2 separate regions of the Mus musculus genome follow, and region 1 is linked to region 2. The links are chromatin contacts, called in public promoter capture Hi-C maps. All regions are on one chromosome and are shown on one strand. Each heading gives the region's core, a stretch centred on a gene start, on an enhancer-like site or on the middle of the called end of the contact. The rest is flanking DNA. Distances are from core to core; before and after follow the strand shown.

Evidence for each region. Promoter capture Hi-C pulls out the DNA fragments that hold promoters and counts their contacts.
Region 1: a contact with region 2 is called in a promoter capture Hi-C map of 3T3-L1-derived adipocytes, with 3 times the contacts expected there. The contact joins the enhancer-like site here to the promoter of Hoxd4 in region 2. A contact is called at or near these places in 5 of 39 promoter capture datasets (3T3-L1-derived adipocytes, the C10 cell line, hippocampal neurons and 2 more).

The regions. Positions count from the first base shown.
Region 1 is chr2:76,290,925-76,296,783 of GRCm38.p6, forward strand. Pde11a (phosphodiesterase 11A) reads right to left here. Exons shown (of 20, transcript NM_001081033.3): 2 at 241-399. Among named protein-coding and RNA genes, the nearest start is that of Pde11a, 45 kb to the right of the region's middle. Within about 2 kb of position 3,612, at least 12 of the 459 cell types and tissues checked have an H3K27ac peak or open chromatin away from gene starts, as enhancers often do. A contact at or near this core is called in 3T3-L1-derived adipocytes, where this site is marked.
Region 2 is chr2:74,718,889-74,724,618 of GRCm38.p6, forward strand. It overlaps Hoxd4 (homeobox D4), which reads left to right and starts at 3,090. Exons shown (of 6, transcript NM_010469.2): 1 at 3,090-3,289; 2 at 3,665-3,743; 3 at 4,444-4,479. The region is part of intron 1 of Hoxd3 (homeobox D3); the gene reads left to right.

The DNA.
Region 1 (5,859 bases), core at 2,362-4,861, 1.6 Mb after region 2:
TTGTAATAAAGCAGGCTTTAAAAAAAAGAAGTGGACTGATTATGTCCAATTATACCCCATTCTATAAAATACTTAAAAAAAAAAAAGGCCTCCATTACATCTAGGACAGCATAGAGAAAGCTCTTTGATCTGTGAATAGGCTAATCGAAGAACTGCTCACATAATTCCCATCCTTTCAGTGAGAGCAGCAATCAGCCATCAGAATGGAACGTACAAGTCACGCAAGTCATGAAGTCTTACTTTTTCGTCATCTTCTGTAAATGGAGCACCCTCAGGGACCTTATTTATCGCCTGGGCCACACCGATAATCTCCCCGTCGCTGTTCCGAATGGGCATGCACAATAGTGATTTTGTCTTGTATCCAGTCAGCTTGTCAATTTCATCATTGAATCTTCGGTCCTAAAAATAAGACAGAAAGCATTCATTTCAAGGGCAAGGAGGTGAGAGGAGGTGCGGAAGCAAGGCCCTAGGAAAGCTCCCCTCTCCCCGGCTTTTATTCTTAGGGATGGATTTGATATTGTGTTGAAATGGCCAAAATAAATGATAAATTATCATGATAATTGTGAGCCAAGCTAACAAAAGGAAAAGGGCCAGTGTCCTAAGGAAAGTTCACTGTGTTCTTTTTAATAAAATATACTATTTCACAATGATAACTGAGTATGAAATAGTACATGAGAAAGTGACTATCACATATGCAAGAAACTACTAAAACCTTCAGGAAAGAAGTAGTTTATGTTGGATTAAAATTATTCTGGAAAAAAATCTACTCATCCATTCTTATAGTTCTAAAATAGTTCCAAAAAGGAGTGTGGGGGGGGGGGTTGGGGGGTAATAAAAAGAATACCAGCTAAAATATGTTGAATAAGTAGCTCAATTATGTAGTAACTTGTCATTAACTATCAACAAAACAATGATCATAAGCAAGGATCACCAGTGACATTAGGTGAAGGATGCTAAGAAGAATACTTACATGACCTTCAAAGGCCACCCTAAAATATTTATTAATGATAATGGCAATGTGAGTTCTATAATGAGGAGACCCAGCAAATTCTATCTTAGACAAGTAATTACATTTCCCAGGAATGAGCCAAAATAACATCATTGTCACCCGACACGATGCCTTGGGAAGGAAATGTGCCCCTAAGAACATGGGGTGTTCATATCAAATGGACAGCAGAAACCATCTTCTAGGAAAAGAGACCCAGGAAACAGGATCTGGGCAGATGGCTTACTGTGGAAAACACTTGCTACACAACCATGAAGACACGTGTTCAATCCCTGGCATGCCATAAAAAGCCAGGCACAGCTGTGTGTGTCTGTGACCCCAGGCCCCAGGAAGGAAGAGACAAGTGGATCCATGGAGAGACACTGATGTTAAGGTTGACCTTTGGTCCACATACGCAAAGAAACAGGGCACATACACACATGCAGATATGCCCATAGAAAGAGGGAAGAGAGAGAAGTCGGGGGGAGGTGCGGACAGACAGAGAAGTCGACAAGCAGTTATTCCATCAGAAACCCAGTCTGGATTCTTCAAATAGTGTCAGCATTAAATTCAAAGCCATGGGCTCTGCAAAGAGGCATGAAATCCAAAGGAAATGTGCGGCTCTTCACTGGATGTGTTGGGGACAGAGCTGAACAAGGTTAGATTGCAGCCTTAACAGATGCTTTGCTGCTGGGATGCTGCTATTGCTATTGGAGCTATTTAGGAGAGTGTCCTTAATTTCAAGTTATTCACGCTAGGCTATCTGGAAGGTGTATACAAAATTTTCAAACTATAAATAAAGAAGGGAGAAATAAAGAGGGAAGAAATGAAGGACAGAAGAGAAGGAGGGAGAGAAGGAGCAAGGATTGATTGCTGAGGGGGCAGTAGGAACTGATTGTATGTCAGGGAAGGTGACAGTCAGGGCGAATTTGGTTTGCTGTTTCAAGCCCAGGGCTAGCGTGAGATTTGTCTAACGATCCACAACTGTGTGTGTTAAAGCCCCTTAAAACACATAACCACATTCAGCTCCCTCCAGCCATTTGAGCTACTGATTTTCACAAGGGCTTGAGGCAACTGGTATTGACAAGACGAGCTCCTCAAGACATGTGTCTAGTTTATGTTTTTACTCGTGTGATGAAACACCATGATCAAAAACACCTTGGGGAGAGAAGGGTTTATTTCAGCTTATGCTCTCAGGCCATGCTCCATTGTGGAGGTAAGTCAGGGCAGGAATCAAGGCAGGAGCCTGGGGGAGGGGGGGCAAGAACTGAAGCAGAGGCCAAGAAGGAGTGCTGCTTAACTGGCTTGCTCCTGGCTGCATTCTTTGCACCCCAGGGCCACCTGCCCAGGGATGAGGCTGGTGATCAATGGGAAAATGAACAAGGAAAACTAGGACCTCATGACGTGATACACACAGTTTCAACACTGCAGTGTTTGATTAGACTAGAGCTGTTTGCCTCACTGTGAACAAAAATCAAGACCATGGTAGTGGTGACTGGCTGAGCTGTTAAAAGAACTTGCTCTTCCAGAAGACCTGGGTTTGATTCTCAGCACCCACGTATTGGCTGATAACCGTCTATAACTCCAGATCTAGGGGATCCTATGACCTCCACAAGCACCAGGCATAAAAGTGGTACACGCACATACAGGCAAAACCCTCCAACATAAAATCAAGTAGATAAATCTAATTTGAAGAAGTGTTTAAAAACATAGTAACAGAAACGAGCAAACTGCAATCCAATGACGTATGTATAACATAACAAATGTTTAATGACCTCACACGGATCATTTACAGATTCAAATATGGAGCAAAAATGTAAGTATTCATGAGAAAAACAAACATCGAATGTGCTCTGTGGTTACCTACAGAAAAGAGAGGCAATAGAAACAAGGAGGTATAGAGAAGCTTTGTAAAAGAGTTTTGCTTCTTTATAAAAAGAGCTAGGAAGTGAGAGGATGGTTCTCTGGAGAGGAACAGGTCTCTGGGTGCATACGGAGGCTGGACTATGTTGATGTGGGCATCCTCTGAGAGTCTTGACCTTGTCAGGATTTCTGAAGAACCAGCTACCCCAGGATAGTGTGGACATGCAATCACCTGTCACACAGTCTCCAGGCAGGCTCCCAGGCTGTCTGTCACAATGGTGAGAAAGTTGTCCATGAGCCTGCATCATGACCTGGTAATGGTTTTCTTTTTCTTTTTCACTTTTATTCCTGTTTTATTTTACATTGTATAATATCATACATAATATTTATACAATATACATTTTATATATAATGTATCGCATTTTATGTATCATATAGTGTATTTCATAATCATATAAGGATATTTAATGTTTCTTTTCTATTAAGATTATTGGAAAGTTATCTTGTCTTTCTAGGTTTTCTTATTTTATTTTGAATTTCATTATTTTATTTTTAATTAGCGTGTAAGTTAATAGGGTTTTGTGGCCTTTTCATTCACCATGAGTGTGAGCTGATCACACACATACTTGCTCTGCAGTGGAGTCCTCCTAGGCTGATCCTCCGCACAGTTTCACTCTTGGCTCTCACTAGATCTTGCACAAACCTTCTCCTTATCCAAAGAGCGCTGCAGGAAGCTTTGAGGGCTGGCAAGCCTCTGACACTCCTGCAGTTGACCTTTGCTGGGCTTTGTTATCTCAACCACTAGGACATAGGCCCTGCAGAGCTGTGGAAGCTCTGACTGTGCCTCTCTTTGCCTCTGTCTTGTCCTGAGATTCATCTGAGATTAGGAGAAAACACCAGATCAGTTCCATGACTGAGACAGGCCTTTCCTCCTAATACAAAAATTTAACCTTTGAGTCAAAATTTGACAGCCGCTACATTGGGGAATTTTTGAGACCAAATTCCGTACTGTGGTGAGTCGAGCTGGGGTGTTTCCCAGCCTCTCTTAAGAGTTTCCATGGTGCAGCTAGACTTAATGGGAGAGCCGTTCCCTTTTGTTTACTCTTCCCTTAAGGGGATTTAATTTCATTACTACAATATATGACCAAATAGCTCCTCTATTTGTCCTCGTAATGAAGGTTAAAGCGAAAGATTGTTAATTCATAAGTAGAACTTTGCAGAAGCTTAGGCGGGGCTTAACTTTCAGAAGGCTCTTCCCTATGTCTAGATCTACTGATGGCTGCTCACTACATACCCTAGAGGAACTGGGAGCCAGAGAGATACTAACTATTCACAACTGACTTCCAGATCCAGGAGGAAGAACCTGTAAAAGGTGAACCTAGAGAAGCTCTGTTAGGGGAAAGTTCTCCTCAAAGGTCTATCACAGTACTACACATTCTAGGGACTGGAGAGAGGGCTCAGTACTAAGATTATTCGTTGCTTTTGCAGATGACCTAGGTTCAGTTCCCAGCACGCACGTGGTGGCTCACACTATCTGCATCTCCAGTTCCAGGGGATCCAACATCCACTGTGTGTGCCCAGAAGGCAAATATAGGGCACATATATGCAGGTAAAACACTAATATATCTAAAATAAAATAATAAATCTAATTTTTAAGTATTAGAAATTCTAAGCTGAGGTTTAATTTTCAAAATTGTTTTTTACTTCCCTAAATTGCAGACATGATAATGATACATATTGCTATGTTTCCACTATGAGAACCATCTAAAATAAAATTGTATTTTATGAAAACATACTTAACTAAGTGCTATGTAATAAAAATGTATCCAACTCACTCGTATAAAAAGTCTATAAAACAAATGTAGTACAATGTTAAGATTATGGAGATGAATGATTTATTCTTCTATAACTATTTACATTTATTTTAAAAACTAAGAACTTTTTGTATCTGATACAGGACTGGAGTAGTAGCTACATGGGAGGAAGTTTTGAGATAAAGCTTGAAGGTGCTCTGGGCTAGGGAAAGGGCAGGGGGTTAGAAACGGAAGCAGGGAGATTAGTGAATGAGGCAATGATGTTTCTTGGGGGGTTAGTGTAATGGGAGAAAATAGATTAAAATATTGAGCCTTTAGTTTTAATCTGAAAAGTGTAGGTGGGAATGCCAATTCCAGGGTCGGAGGAGACTGAGACAAAAGTGAAGTCTACGTATAAAGATAACAAAGAAAGTCATTAAATCAGTTTACTGAGCAAGGTGGAGAACCTCTTTGGGCCGGCTGTGTCAGATGTTCTCTTCTTTGACCACATGTGAGAAAGTTTTCAAAGTGCCTGCCTTCCAACGCATCCCAACCGGAATCAGTCAATACTAAACATTTCCACTTTTACATCTTCTATCCCAGTGAATAAGAGAAATGTTAAATGGTAAAGAGTGAAACCAGAGAACAGATTGATGGGGGAACCCTGAAGGATGACGGGAAAGGAGAAGGGTGCTGCGCGTCGGAGCAGTGGACTGTGAGAGATTGCACTCGAAAGTCTCCCTGGAACAGATCTGGCTTGTCTGCACTGACCTTTGAGTCTTTAATCTCTGTGATAGCTTGCATCTCTGCAGAAAAGTTTCTTTCCCACCAAAGTCCAACCACCAGGCCTGGGCCAAACTTGTCTCCAAAGTATTCAAGGCCACATAAGAATCGTGGACACGGCCATTGGTGGCTCGCTCTTTCTTTCCTTCTCTCTCTTTCTTTCTTTCTTTCTTTCTTTCTTTCTTTCTTTCTTTCTTTCTTTCTTTCTTTCTTTCTTTCTTTCTCTCTCTCTCTCTCTCTCTCTCTCTCTCTCTCTCTCTCTCTCTTTCTTCCTTCCTTCCTTCCTTCTTTTTCTTTCTTTCTTTTTTTTGTCTTACTGACTTTCTTTTCATATTTTTTACCTTTACTTTCCTTTGAGGGAGAAAGAACAAAGTTGTTTGGAAAGGATCTGGGAGGAGTTTGGGGAAATGAAATATATAATAAATATGTTATGTG
Region 2 (5,730 bases), core at 1,840-4,339:
TAAACTAGTAAGCAGCTCCATCGAGAGAAACTTCAGTAGTAGCGCCAGGAGGACAAAAATCACATTTCTCGATTGTTCAGAAATCCCAGTTCAGTTCTTCTCTGGCTCTAACCCTAGCCTGTGTACTTAAGCATAAATCCTGGGCAGACTCCTTGTTCAATGTGTCTCTAGCCAGAGATTCAACCAAGGCTTCATTCACTCTATCCATCCCTGCTTGATGTGCAAACATTTAGCTTGAGTTCTCAGCATCCTCTCTGGGCAACAGGACTCTTACTGAGCCAACATTAGCATGAGTTTCTTTAGGGTGTACTGAAGGTTGACCTGTATTGAGCCTGAAATATCTGATGCTGTCTTCTGGGACTCCTTCCCTCTTTCCTTCCTGGGAACATCTGGGTTGGGGAAGTCTTATAGGGGACCTTATATCATGGAAGGCCACGGGGAAGAAATTCTCAGGATTGGCTCTAGCTAAATGAGAAGAGGCAATACCCAGTTTACTGGGAAACTAATTTCTTACAGGGTTTTCTTTTTCTTTTTTCCTTTTTGATGCTGGCTGTTGTTGTTGGTTTCCTGTTTGTTTTTGTTGGTTTATCTTATTTTATTTTATTTTATTTTATTTTATTTTATTTTTATTTTGAGCCAGGGCTTCTCTTTGTAGCCCTGGCTGCCCTGGAAACTCATCAGGCTGCCCTTGAACTCACAAGAGATTCACATGCCTCTGCCTCCCAAGTGCTGGGATGAAGGCCTGCACCACCACTGCCCAGCTTCCTTACAGATGCTGCAGGAAGGCTACCCTCTTTTCTCCCTTCCTTGTCGACTGGAACAACTACCAACATTCAAAGTCCTTGGGAGCCAGAATGTTGGCTGGGGCTCAGAGTTTGGGCTCTTGTCTAGCACTCCCAAGTTCCTACTGGGAGTTGCAATGGCAGCGGATGGGGTGGAGAAGCCCTGGGGAACCTGGAGCACACTAGTACTCTCTGCCAGATCCCTATTCTTTCTCTTTCATTCACAAAACCTGGGCCACTGGAGGTGTGATGCAATGGCAAGGGGTGGAGGAAGATGCATACTTGTTTCTTAATCACTTTGTCTTTGAGCTCTAAGATCAGAAAACAAAGATGTCTGCCTCAGTGTATTTCTCCCCTCCCCCCCCCTCCATTTTCTCACACCTGATCTGATTTCCTGTCACTCCCTTAAACACCCAGAGTAGGCTCCGTCTTCCCGTGGAACCTAAGTTTGCAAGCATGTCTCAGGCATCATTCTTCATCATTTCTCATCCATAAAAAGTAACTACTGATTGCCAGCCAGACACCGGGCACTGTTATCCATCCACCATGTCTCAAGGCTTGTCTTTAACCGGCTCTTGCCTCCTTACAAAGGACTCATCACAGTGGCTTGGAAAGTCAAATACCCTTTGATTCATCTTATCCTAAAAATGAAAACTTTTCTCCAGGCCCTGCGGTTTGTTATCTCTTTCAGGTGATTAGCATTCACTTCAAAATTGCTCATCCAGTGCTACCAAAAAGCAGTTTTTGAAGGATTATCTCTACTTACTTTAAGAATGTGCCACCGATTGGTATAACAAAACAAAAACCCACAAAAGTCTTTCTACATGGCTGATGGGATTTTTCTTTCTTTTTTTTCTTTTTTTAAAGGGTCAGAGGGAATAAAAGGTTGCCCTAGTGTCTGAACTAACAACCCCCTGTTTTCTGGCTAATGAGAGTCAAATCAGGAAGTGGGTTTGCAAATGGCTGGAAATTAGCATGCAAAGAGATCTTTATACAAAGAATGTTCTGGGCTGTGTGGGGTTTCTGATAGGAAAGGTTGTTAGTGCATTTGATTTATAAATCAAACGTGTGTGTGTGTGTGTGTGTGTGTGTGTGTGTGTGTTTTACAAATCTGTGCAGCACATCCATTATTTTATCAGAGTAGCAAAAAAAAAAAAAATCACACATTTTCACAAGGTTTGTGGCACCTCTGTAGGGCCAATGGAGGGTGATGGGGGCCAATTCTCTTCTTTTTTTGTGCCTCTTCTTGGGAGGTGGGGGACTTCCTGCCATTCCCCACTCCCTTCTCTCATGTCTCCCACAAGCAGAGACAGCCACATTCTCTGTGTGGAGTGTCCAGCCCTTTTCCTGGATTGCTCAGCAGGATAGACAGAGATAGTCCCACACTTCTTTCTTAGGCTCTCCCTGTGATGGGGGCCAGCAGTAGGGAGGAGTTACAGAAGAGCCCACTCAGATGTGGGCCTTCAGGGACCCTTGAGCACTGAGCTAAATGACTTGGGCACACAGTGGGGTTGTGCACATCTGACTTCCTGGGCTCAGGTTCTTTGAGAGCCTCCTGTGCTTCCTCACACCCCGCACGCACCCGGCCCCTTCACACCAGGGCTGTTTTATTGCTTTATTGCTTTAAGGCTCTTCAGAGCCTTACTCGCCAGAGTCCGGTGGGGCCTGTTCTCCACTTTCTCACTTCACCAAACCTCAAGTCTTGCTGTTTTAAGCAGTTTGGTCACTTGCAAAGGCTTCTCTTTCAGATCTGAGCAAATTATAAAAACCCCTAGGCATGTGGCAATCTTCAACTTTCACCAAGCCCCATCCACAACAATACAGAGGACACTAAGTGTTAATCCCAGCTGCCTCCCCACCCCCAAGGCCACCCAGCCTCTCCCCTGGCCACTCTTCCCTATTGAATCAAGCAAAAAATCTCAAAAATAATTTCCAACTTTTGCGATAAGCAAGTAAGAAGTAGCCTTTGTCTTTCCTGCTTACCACATCGAATGCTAGAAAATGATTGAAATAAAGGCGGTGATGGTACTCACAGTGGATGCAGCCCAAGAGTCATAGGACAAGCCTACCAACCAGCCTTGTCCAAATAGCACTATCCCCCAATTTAAACAGCTTTCTCTGAAAAGATGCAAGTTGAAAAGCCCGGGGTATTGATATGAATATGACCTCTCTCGCATTCTGGATATTTGGAACTATTTAAATCCAAGGGAACAGTTGCAGTGAACCTTTATTTAGTGAATAAAAGTTTAAAGCCAAAGGTTATTTATGGTTCTGCAGAGCCGGGACCTGAGTGGCTATTTATAAGCACGTGATTCCAATAAACTTTGTTTTATGGCTTGAGAGTTGACAAGCCAAAATATAATTCCCACCATAAATTAGGTTAAGAGCATACAAGTGCAGATGCTTGGTTCCTGTAGCAGCGATAGGCAAGTGAGAGGCTCCAGCCAGCGCCCCGGGCTCAGGAGACAGCTCTCCTCTAAGCTTCTCTACCAACGAAAAGAAACCCAGTAAGTCACTCATTACTTTGTCCACAATAACTCTAGAGTTGTGGGGCAGGGGGTCTGAGCCCAGCCTTCTCTGCTTGGGGAAAGCCTATCTATTGAAGTTCATTTTAATTTTAGCCTAAGCCTAACTTAATAAATTGAATGGGGGGTCTTGGCATTTCCCTCTCCTGTGTATACCTGGAACGTTGGGAAGTGAGGGCCTTCTACCCCAAAAGCAGGACTTACACTTGCCTCTCAGTAGTGGAGCAACAACTTTAAAAGTGGAAGAAAGCAATGATGGGGGGTGGGGAGGAGAGGGGACCGGTGTGGAGATGAGTTACCTCTGAGGTAGTTCAGAGCGGGGTTTGCCCCCCCTTTTCTTTTTCTTTCTGTTCCTAGAAGACTAAAAACTTGAAGATGGACATGAGTGCCCTGGGAACCACTGTTCTCTTTGATCGGTCTGTAGGTTCTCCTGCAGGTATGTTTAAAAAATTAATGTCAAACAGATAGAATGAGATCATATTTTAGACCATGTCTGTAAGATCTAGATCATTTTCCTTTAAACACATCAATTTCCCTTTCTGGTTATCTTTTGGGTTCTCATTTCCCCTCGGAAGGAAATGACTGTTTTGAATTGGAGACATGGAAAAAAAAAAATATGTCCCTGCCTGCCATGCCTCCTCTTTGAGGAGAATGCAGGTTTGGACGCTGGGGTGGAATTAAAAACCAACCTGAAACTGGAAAAGGAGGTCTGAACTGTTTCCAGAGGGAGCAGAATTGGGGTCGGGACAAATAGAATGTCTGCAGGCTCTCACCAGTGGGCTCGCACCCACCCTCCCACACCAGAAGGAAATGCACAAAGGCCTATTTTCTGACTTCCCATTTCCCCCCTGGGGAAACCCTGCCTCAGGCAGTCTGAGTCAGGCCGTATAACTGGTTGGGTTTTGCCCAAGGGTGCGTGAAGTAGGGTAGGTGACCAGGACAGACTCCCATAGCCCTTAGCTCTGCCTTTGAGGATGCTATCAGAGGAAAACTTTGTGCAGTACCCGAAGGCGGTCACCAGAAGCAAGGAGTTCTAGGTATTGGTGGAATGTCTGGGCCTTGTCACGTTCTGCATGTCGCCTATGGATGCTTTATTGTCCTGTGAAATTTGAGAGACCCCACTTTCATTGCAACAGGTTTTGGAGCGTCAGGGAGAACGAGGGAGAACCACTGTAAGTACCTTCCCTTTTCTTCCGAGGAACGAAAGGGTAGTGCTAAGACTGGGAGGAGGTGGGCGGAAGGTCCGCGCCAGCGGTGATGGGAGGGTTAAGGAGTAGCGGAGTGGCGCTGCCTCCCCAGGCCAAAACGGACTCGCTTCGTGGAGGGATGGAAGCTCTAGGCTGACCCTTTAGGAAGTATTTCTGGGACCTAGTTCACAGTCACCTGCTCAAGTAAACGCACCGCAGGGGACCGCCCTTGTCTTCCCGGACCTCTCTGGACCATACAGGCCTTTGCCAGGCTTCTCTGGCTCGCACAGGTGCAGCAGACTTGCAGCTAATTAGCAGCCCACCCTATCAACGAACTGAACTACGGGCGGGCCAGCATCCACAACTGCTAGAATTGACCCAATCAACACCAAGGCAACGGGGGTCCCTCTCTGCTGTCCAGCCATTATTCTCTCTGCCCAGTCTATCTCAGCCTTCTCTTGCTGTATATAGGTTTTAATTTAAAATTTGATTTATTACAGACAAAAACAAACATATAACCCTTGATGGTCTTGGGTGTGTTGGATTGGCCTGTTTCCAGGAAGGGCTACAACTTCTGAGCTTATGTAGACATTCCTCTCCTGTCCCTTTCTGGGTCCTAGCTTCACTGGTGTGGGTCCCAGTTTGGGATACCCGGTGAACAAAAAGAGTACTTTCTCTTTCCCTCCGTTTCTCCTTAGCTGCAGTTGAAGAATTTCTACTCTACTCCAGAGTCCAGTGGAATTGGGTGGGATCAGAGGCAGGGACTCCAGTTCTTTGGCTCTGAAGTTTGAAGCTGAGAATGCTGGTGACATCTTCTGGGTGTCATTAGAAGGGTTGGCACTAGAAGGAGAGTCAAGGAAATAGTAGAGGCTTGCCACTCACTGCAAACCACAGGTAGTTTAATTTTAATGGAACAGTAGCAGATTGGTAAGGACCACAGGGACCAGGCATCCTCCCTCTCTTGTGAGATGTCTTCCCTTCCTGGTCAGAGAAGCTGAGACTGGGCTCAGGGCCAGGTTTCTTTGCTGGGCCCCTGGTGAGGCTGAGCTAACAGGGAAGTGAAGACCTTTACAGCTTGTAGTTCCTTCTATGAACCAGGCCTGCACACAGTGAACCAGGCTCCATGGTGAAAAATCTGGACTCCCCAGACTTTCTCTGGCCTTGCCCCTGCCCTCTTCCTTGGCACCCTTGGCTGTGAGGGCTCATCTCTGCTGAGGCTGCTTGCTTGCTGGCGCC